Linked DNA regions of Mus musculus: region 1 is linked to region 2. A link is a contact called in public Hi-C data. All regions are on one chromosome and are shown on one strand. Each heading gives the region's core, a stretch centred on a gene start, on an enhancer-like site or on the middle of the called end of the contact. The rest is flanking DNA. Distances are from core to core; before and after follow the strand shown.

Region 1 (4,736 bases), core at 2,057-4,556, 270 kb after region 2:
TCTTCTAATTAAAGGAAAACACTTTCTAGTATATAATTCATATATAAACGGATGGCCATTTCTATACTAAAATCTAAAATTGCAAAGCATGCTGTCGTGGGCTGGAGAGATGAGATGGCTCAGCAGTTCTGAGCAATGGCTGTTCTTCTAGAGGACCCAGTTTGATTCTGTGGACACACATGGTGACTAACACCTGTAACTGCAGTTCCAGGAAATCCAGTGCCCCCTTCTGGCCTCTGTGCACACTGCACACATGGAGTGCACAGATACTCATGTAGGCAAAATATTCATACACATCAAATAAAATTTTAAGAATTACTTATTATTAATCACATAATATTTTAAATTAGTATATTTAGTATTTGTTAATGATCAACTTATGAATTGCTTATGGGATACCGTTACAAGAAAATAAACATAGCATAGAACTGCAGAAACAATACTTAAATGATATAATTGATAGAAAAGTGAAATAAACTTGGTATGTAAAAGGCATTGACAGGGCTGAAGAAAGGAAATGCGTATGCAGATATGTGTGCTGTTGATTGAAGTAGCTAAAGAAAGCAGTATTACTGGCAAATGCTAACAAATAACTGTGGTGGTTTGAATAGAGTCTTTGATTTTTTTTGACTTTGTGGAAATTTTGATGGTTTTCTCCATCAAAACATACATATTTCCCATTTTTTATTTCTGCATAGTGTGTCATAATTGATTAAATCATTTACTTATTTTTGTAATATATTATTATTTTTTAAAAGAGTGATGTTTTATTTCTCAGCAAGAAAGGGAAGTATATCTTAAGAGTCAGTCCTAACATTGAAATCTTGGGTCAACATAGATAGATAGGTTGATTGATAGAGATATATATTTCCCTACCTTGGGACAGAAGCAGGCAAATCTCTTGAGTTCTAGGCCTTCGAGAGCTGCATAGTGAGAAGGTATTAGTTTATGTGTGTGTGCACGAGGGTGGGCCTGTGCTTGTCTGTTTTCTTTGGGGTTCAGAAGACAACTTGCAGTGTCAGTTCTCTCCTCCCACCATGTAGGTCCCGGGGATTGAACTGAGGTCCTCGAGCATCTTCAGGCACTTAGTCATCTTGCCTGCCCTATTTTAAATGGTTTGATAGATAAGAATGTTTGACTTTTGTACATGCCTGGAATCCCACTACTCAGAGGGCAAAGGTAGTAGGATTGGCCCTGTCTCAACCTAAAACTACGTCTATAACCTTCAGATTCTCCATAAAGCAGACAGAGATTTAGCTTCGTTAGAATGAGGGTGCTGGAGGCTCCACCCTTATCCACTCTGCCAGCTCTGGTTAGAACTCTACTGTATGAAAACCATGCTGGGTGCAACTGAGTCCTGAAACTGGCCTTCTGCTTCTTACCCCCAGAGACTTTGATGTATGAGAACAACATTTCTGCATCAGAACACTAAAAATTGATATCACTGGGCCCATCAGATAATTAGTTAAAATGCTTGTGGTTCAGGATCTGCTACTCAGTCCATTTTGCATTTTGTATCTGTGAAAACAGATTTGCTGGTTGTGGGTTGTGTCCTTTTACTGTCATGGTCTCATGGTAATTTTATGTGTTTTCCTTTTTTCTGTACTCACCACCTGGCCCAGACCAGCCTAGAACTCTTGTTCTTCCTCCCTCAGTGTTGGGATTATTTATAGTGTGCACCACCACAGCCAGCCATGGGATTATTTATGGTGTGCACCACCACACCCAGCCAGACTTTGGCAGTGATTACATAATAATTTTAAAAAGCAGCCATTTACAGAATATAGTCTGCAAAAAGGAGACCCAGGGAGGATCCTGGTAATTTTGGGTGAGGGCAGGCCTCAACTTGGTTTCTTGGTTCTGCATCAGCAGCCACCTGGTGCAGTCAGAGGAGTGGGCAGCTGTCTGTCCAGGGCTTCAGTATTCATTATAAATAACACTAAAAGTAACCTGTCAATCTATGCTTAGAATATCCTGAGCTTGCTTGCTCTCTTCCTTCTTTCCACCCTTTAAAGGTAGGACAGAGGAGGAACCTGGACTAACCTAGAAACGGTGAAGATTCCAGCACTTGTCTTCCTGCTTACACAGGTTATATTTCACTGTTGATAAAAAAAAAAAAAAAAATCTGCCTCCAAGGTGCAATTGAAGGGGTCAGGAGAATCTGGGCCACCCTCCTGCTCTTGGAAGACAGTACTGGGATGCAAGAGTCTCTCATTCTCATTCTTAGTAGACCACATCTGCCTTTCTAGGAGAATCACATTGGCTCAGAGAAGTCTGCAGAAATGAAGTGCTGCTGAGGCTCAGGGGAGCCTGGGGGACCATAGCCAGGCCACTGGAACTCATGCAATTTTAAAAACATTCTACTTATGTGGGTGTTTTGCCTGTGTGCATGTCTGTTCACCACATATGTACAGTGCCCCAGGGTCCAGAAGAAGGCATTGGATCCCTGGAACTGGGGTTAAAGACAGTAAGATGTCTTATAGGTGCTGGCAATCACTGGGACAACCAGTGCTCTTAATTACTGAGCCATCTCTCCAGCTCCTACCCCTTTTCCCATGCCAAGTTTTATCATCCCTATACTAAATCATCTGTCTGAGACAGTGCCTGCTGGGCTGTAACTTGGAGAAGCTGGGGTCTAGATGGATCTAGTAGCATAAATTTCAGAGATTGAGACACATTCATTATCAGAGTCTTAGTCCTGGTGCAGCTGTTCTACAGGAGACCTGCCAATTGTGGGAAAAGGACCAGTGTGGACAGCCTTGGGCCCTCACTCAGAAACTGTTTGAAGTAATTTTGAAATAAAAAAGTAAGTGATTCTGGTAGTAGTCAAACTAGTCAGGTGGCAGAGGAGACAGAGTGCCTGGGGGAAGTGGGTCGGCATGCTAGGTGCTGTTTGCGTGTCTGTGTTTACACAGGTGTCTGTCATGAAGATTCATCAAGGTGTACCTACCCCAGAACTAGTGTACTTCTCAGTGTGACTGTTAAATGTCATTTGACAGTTTTCTTTGAACATAGGAAGGAGAGAGGAGGTGGAAATAGAGACAGTGAGAGGAAGAGGAGGGAGAGGGAAGAAGAGAGGAGAGAGGGAGGAAAAGAGAAAGGGAGAGGACGGGGAGAGGGAAAGGGAAGAAGAAAGGGGGAGAGAGGGAAGAAGGAAAGACAGATGGAAAGGGAGGGGGGAGAGACAGGGAGAGAGAGAGACAGTGACAGAGACAGAGAAAGAAGGGAAAGGGAGAGAGGGAGATTTAAAAGCTAGAGTACAGTTCTAGGGTCTGGCTGGCAAGTTGCAATTCTACACATCCCCAGAAGGTGGCAGTGGTGGGTCACTTGATTATATAAAAAACAAAACCAAACAAAACCCCAATGATAGATAATAAATAACAGCGTTTCTTTTTGAATGTTAACAGTACTTGATTTTTTCCACCTTTGTAAATGTGCCCTATCTCTCACCATTGCTTCTTTTTTATAAAGATTTATTTACTTATTTTACTTTATTTACTTGTTTTAGAACTTTGTCTGCATGCATAGCTGTATACCAGAAGGCAGCATCAGATCCCATTATAGATGGTTGGGAGCTGCCATGTGGGTGCTGGGAATTCAACTCAGAACCTCTGGAAAGCAGCCGCTGCTCTTGACCACTGAGCCATCTCTCCAGTCTCCCACCACTGTTTCCATCTACTCCTATGCATGTGTTACATGCACGTGTGCACACACACAAATACATACATACTCACTAAAAGCCCTTAGAACAGGACGGTGGGATGCATCTCAGGCAGAACATGTACTTAGCACCTGGACCCTGAGGAAATTATGGTGCAGCATGGGACTGATATACACAAAAATCAGAAATATTCCTGGCCCTCATCTCTCTCACTCTCTTGTCTGCCCCATCTGCTCTCTTGAATCTACTAGAAAATGTCTTCCTCCTTGTTACTACCTACCCATAGCTGTTGGGCAGGGGCCACTTGGGCCAGTACTCGCCTAAATCAGATAACCTTGAACATGAAGTAAGGATCTTCTGGGATTAGCCTGCAAGACTATTCTGGTTTATAACTTGTGGTTAGGTTTCTGGTTTTCTGATTCCCTGAGTAGAAGCTCCCAATACCTGCCCACCCCTCCCCCCCAACCCCATGTCAGTGACGTTGCACCCCAGAGCTAGGATGTTGGAAGGTCTGCCATGGCAGTATAACTGAACGAATCTCTAGTTGTCCAGAGCAACATGAAATACTTGCATAGGATGGTGTCTGGAATTACTTGCTGAAATGCATCAAGTGAATCAGGCAGATTCTTCGAAAATAAAATAATATAGGGTAAAGAATTTGAGTGTTTCTTAAGAATAAACCATTGTAGTGACTGTGGTGGTGCATGCCTTTAATCTCAGCACCCAGGGTACAGAGGTAGGTAGATTTCCGAGTTTAATCTACATAGAGAGTTCCAGTCCAGCCAAGGCTTCAGAGCGAGACATTGTCAGAGGGATTGGGGGAAGTTTATTGGAGCACAGGCTGGAACAATGGATGGCTCAGCAGTTATGTTCACTGGCTTCTCTTCTGGAGGACCTACTATGCCTGCTGCTATGCTTCCCCACTGTGATGGTCAAGAACTCTAACCCTCTTCAATCATGAGCCCCAAGTTAAATCCTTTTGTTTATAAGTTGCCTTGGTCATGTTGTTTTCTCATGGTGTCTTAGGGTTTTATTGCTGTGAAGAGACACCCTGACCAAGACGACTCTTACACAT
Region 2 (4,615 bases), core at 1,017-3,516:
CCAGGTAGCAGTGGGAGTGGTTCCTGCTAAAATCACTCCTGCTACCAGCTTCAAAAGCAAACACTGGAGACTTGTGCTGGGGCCAGGATGTCACTGCATGCGTGCATGCGCGTGTGTGAGTGTGTGCTCGAGAGTGTGTGTGCGTGCACGCGCGCACGCGTGTGCTCGAGCATGTGTGTGTTCCCCAGGTGTGCCTCTCCACCCTGTGAAATTGTAATGTAGCCTTGGTAAGAATATTTAACATTGATCTTTGTGGGGAACTGGGAAGCAAAAAACCCCAACATCATTGATAAGAATAAGCTAGATATGGAGACATGCCTGTAATCCTAGCACTCATCCATCCATCCATCCATCCATTCATCCACCCATCCATCCATCCACCTATCGAGTATGATCCAAGGGAGGCATCAAATCAGCTAAAGACAGCTGGAGAGACTCCACTTACTTCTTTTTCACGAAGCAGATGATGAGTACCAGGGCAAACAGCAGCAGAGCTCCACCTCCTGCTGCACCAATGACGACAGCCAAATCTGTGAGCAGAGATGGGAGGGCAAAGGAAGAGACGAGAGAGTTAGCATAAGGAAGAACTGGATACGTTCACAGTCCCCAGCTTTGTCCCTTCTGATACAAAACTCTGAAGGTGACTGAGTCAGGTCTGAGCCTCATCTTTAAAGGAACTGTCAGCTGGTACTTTTCCAGGAGAGGAAGTCAGACAGTTTATTACAAGTTTGATTCTTAGAGGCCACCCATGTTAATCATGCAGAATCTCCCTGGGTATAAAACTCAGTTGAGCTAAGAGGGAAAGCCAAGGCCCCAGGTTTATGTCTCCAGTGGAACTATTTCCTTTGAGCTGTTTGGTACATGCATATTAACCACTGTGTTGTCTGAATTTCGTTACGAGCAAACAAAAGGGTTACTATCTAAGTCAGTGGTTCTCGAGCTTCCTAATGCTGTGACCTTTAACATAGTTCCTCATATTGTTGTGACCCCCCCAACCACAATTATTTTGTTGCTACTTCATAACTAATTTTGCTACCATTATGATTCATAATATAAATATCTGATGCACAGGATATCTGATAGGCTATCCTTGCGGGAGTTGTGACCCACAGATTGAGAACCACTGGTCTAAGCCAATACAATTTGAAATAGTTTGTATGTAGCACTTAGATACATGAAACAGATAGGGGTGGGACGCTCGCTACTCCTGGCTTCCACTGGGTGTGTTCCCTGGTCACCAGGCTGTCGTAGAGAAGGAAAAGCAGAGGGGAGAGCAGAGACTCAAACAGCAGAAGGAGTGAAGGAGCAGGTCATTTCATCTGGGTTGAGTTGTCTTTTTCCCCACACCGCACAATGGAAAAAGAGCACAGATCTGAGAGGGAACACCACACTAGACTCACGAAGAAACAAAGGGTGAGATTCAGAGGACATAGAAATAAGTGACAGAAAAAGAGAGCAGAAGAGGAAGAAGGTCCAAGTAGTAACTTCAGAGCTGGGAGTTCCTAGTGGCTCTCTCTCTCTCTCTCTCTCTCTCTCTCTCTCTCTCTCTCTCTCTCTCTCTCTCTCTCTCTCTCCCCCTCCCTCTCCCCCTCCCTTGCTCCCTCCCTCCCTCCCTCCCTCCCTCCCTCCCTCCCATTTCCCTCTCCCCATCTCTCTCCAGGTCCTCATATACTTTTTAAGGATTTATTTATTTTATGTATATGAGTATACCATTGTCTCTTCAGACACACCAGAAGAGGGCATCAGATCCCATTACAGATGGCTGTGAGCCATCATGTGGTTGCTGGGAATTGAACGCAGGACCTCTGGAAGAGCAGACAGTGCTTCTAACTGCGGAACCATCTCTCCAGCCCCAGGTTCTCATATTTTTTAATCCTCGTTACTGTCTCCCTATGATCTTTCACCCCCTCACTCTACAGATGAAGATCACAGGAGTGAAGAGAACTCCTATAGATCATGGGGTTCAAGAGTGAAGAACTGTAGCAGAAGGATCCACGTGAGCCAATAGAATGTGGCAGAAGATGTGTTCTGCTTGTTCCTTCTATGCTTCCTTTGGTGTCTTGTGCATTTCTCAGCACAAGGCAGAGTTAAGTAAGCACAACTGTCTCAGGTCATTGGGCTGGGACCTTTGTCAGGATATAGATAGTCAAGATCAGCAAAGTCTCATAATCAACCTGTACAGCCTGCAGATGAATAATACGTGGACCCAATAAGCTTAGCTCAGAACAGACTTGCCCAGACAATGTGCAAACAGTAAATGTTGTACAATAGCTGATGTGTGGATAGCTATGACTCAATCTGTTTCCTGACTTGCCTCGAAAGCTTGTTCTCTGCCTCTCAAGTGCCCCTCAATTTTTTCTTTCCTTCACCACCTCCAGGAGACTCTGAAAGTTCTTACCTACAGTCCTCGGGGTAAGAGTCACCCAGAAGAGCAAATCTAGCTGCTTGCCATTCATGGGGCTGCAATTGGAGATGTTAACCCAGAAGCTGTGATGGTGGAAACTTGGCTTAGGCAGGACTTCCTCCTCCAAGCTGAAGATCTCCTCTGCCCGGGACTGCTGCTCCTGGATGATCATGAATGCACGCCCTGACTGGCAGGCCAAGCCAGAACGCTCTTTCAAGACGGTCAGACAAGCCACTTGGTTGCTAGGCACACTGATGTTCCAAGACACTGAGGAGAGGGCAGGCAGGCCACGGTCCCAGTTGGGTGATCTTAGGTAGACCTTGTTTTTTGTGTCTGGGGTCACCGTGAAGATGCCTTCCTCTGCAGGAAATGGAAGAGATCCAGACAAATGCTGTATCACTCAATAAAATGGAGAGAAAAGGGAGTGTAAGGGATACTGAATAGTCTACACCAGTGCCATCCAAGAGAACTTTCTGCTATGATGGACATGTTCTATATTATGACTGTTCAGTAGGTAGCCAATATTCATGTGCACCTATTGAGCACTTCTTGTGTGCTCACTGTGCCAAGTAGTATAGTCAGCATCTACGCTATCCCCTAAAGGCTGTAGAGTACAGGTCCAGTCACCAGTTCATAGTACTACTGGGAGGTGATAGGACCTATAAGGGGAGAGAGGTCAAATGGAAGTTAGGTCACCGGGGAATACCCTTAAAGGGACTATTGGGACCCTGTTCTTTACTCTCTTTTTGCTTTCTGATGACCATGAGGTGAGCAGCCGCTCCCATTACACACTCCTACTGTGATATATTGCTCCAACACAGACCCCAACAGTGGCTGGATCTACCAAGCATGGCATTCAGTCTGATTCTGTGAGCCAAAGAAAACTTCTCCTGCATATAAGTTATCTCACCAATGGAAACCAATGCAACAGAAGTGCATATTTTTCATTCATTCAACACTGATTTTGGTTTACATGATTGCATGTGGGTACTGTATCAGTTAGTGAAGGATACCGCTCTCTATTAGACTATGTGTCCAGGTTCATTTCAAACAAACATCCGAACAGTTTGCCAAATGAGGGTTCTCAGAAATATTCCCAAAGCGGCAATCTCCCTGCCCCACTCTACTGTGGGAGTAGGATATATCTATGTCTGCCCCAGAGAGCAACAACAACAACAATAACAAAGCTGCAGGTTTGGGCAGATGTCTAGGATTGAAATGTTGAAAGGGCTTTCAACATATCTGTAGGTCTGCTGTATGCTCCAGATGAGATAAGAACTAACATTCTTCTCTGAGGAGAATAACCCTGGATTCTCAAAGCTTCCCAAAGGGGATTCCCTCGTAATCTTGAAGATGGCAATCAGGTCAACCTGGATTGACCTTAATCTATCACAAAGATTTATTTCTTTCCCACCATGCCACTGAAAAATCAGCCTCAAATAAAGGTCGCAGCCAACTTCAAAATGATCTCTAATGTACCACCACCATCCCTGACCTCTAATGTACCTCCACCATCCCTGACCTCTAATGCAACACCACCATCCCTGACCTCTAATGTACCTCCACCATCCCTGACCTCTAATGCAACACCACCATCCCTGACCACTGATGCAACACCACCATCCCTGACCTCTACTGTAGCAGCACCATCCTTGAGCAACACGCAATGGTGATTTGACTTTTGCAATCAGCTGTATTCAAGTGACCCCAGAGAGCCATTTAGACTTCATTCTCTACCTCAGAGCACTGTGGACCTTGACCTTGCCTCTGCCTTGTAGAACAGGACCCTTGCATCTGCTATTTCTTCCCTAGTAACCACCCCCTCCCCTGCTGTGCTCTCCATGGTATACTGAACTGTCAAAGCAGGGCTGGGGAATAGTTTGTCATTTCTTATTTTACCCATGTCAGCTTTCCCAAAAAGACTAGAACCTGACTTGTCTTCCTGTCTACCAGCCACACCTCTCACTGTCAGAAACATTTTTCAAATTTATAAGAACTGGAAATTTCCATGGGAGGTTGATGAAATTGTCAGGATTAGGACCCAATGTCCTGCACTTCTGATGAGGAGCAAACTCAGACAACGATCCTTTCTCTCTAAATTATGACTTTTTTCATTATGGTGGAGTGTACTTGTAAACTGTGAGTCAAAAAACCCTTCCTTAAGATGTTCCTCCTTATGTATTTGGTCACACAACAGGAAAGTAACTAATG

What was found. Hi-C and Micro-C count contacts between places; a contact is called where the count stands out from the background.
Region 1: a Hi-C map of bone marrow-derived macrophages shows a contact between it and region 2, with 33 read pairs. The contact joins two enhancer-like sites. A contact is called at or near these places in 9 of 39 promoter capture datasets (the C10 cell line, the HPC-7 cell line, cranial neural crest and 6 more), 1 of 15 datasets of contacts at CTCF or cohesin (CD8 T cells), 61 of 484 Hi-C or Micro-C datasets (B cells, the C2C12 cell line, CD4 T cells and 33 more), 4 of 115 datasets of contacts at active chromatin or transcription factors (the NIH/3T3 cell line, PVALB interneurons, embryonic fibroblasts and 1 more) and 1 of 9 other capture datasets (pancreatic islet).

The regions. Positions count from the first base shown.
Region 1 is chr9:123,447,080-123,451,815 of GRCm38.p6, forward strand. The region is part of intron 14 of Lars2 (leucyl-tRNA synthetase, mitochondrial); the gene reads left to right. Among named protein-coding and RNA genes, the nearest start is that of Gm40586, 15 kb to the right of the region's middle. Within about 2 kb of position 3,307, at least 10 of the 459 cell types and tissues checked have an H3K27ac peak or open chromatin away from gene starts, as enhancers often do. A contact at or near this core is called in bone marrow-derived macrophages, where this site is marked.
Region 2 is chr9:123,175,290-123,179,904 of GRCm38.p6, forward strand. It overlaps Cdcp1 (CUB domain containing protein 1), which reads right to left. Exons shown (of 9, transcript NM_133974.3): 7 at 2,399-2,764; 8 at 446-530. Among named protein-coding and RNA genes, the nearest start is that of Gm23323, 15 kb to the left of the region's middle. Within about 2 kb of position 2,267, at least 17 of the 459 cell types and tissues checked have an H3K27ac peak or open chromatin away from gene starts, as enhancers often do. A contact at or near this core is called in bone marrow-derived macrophages, where this site is marked.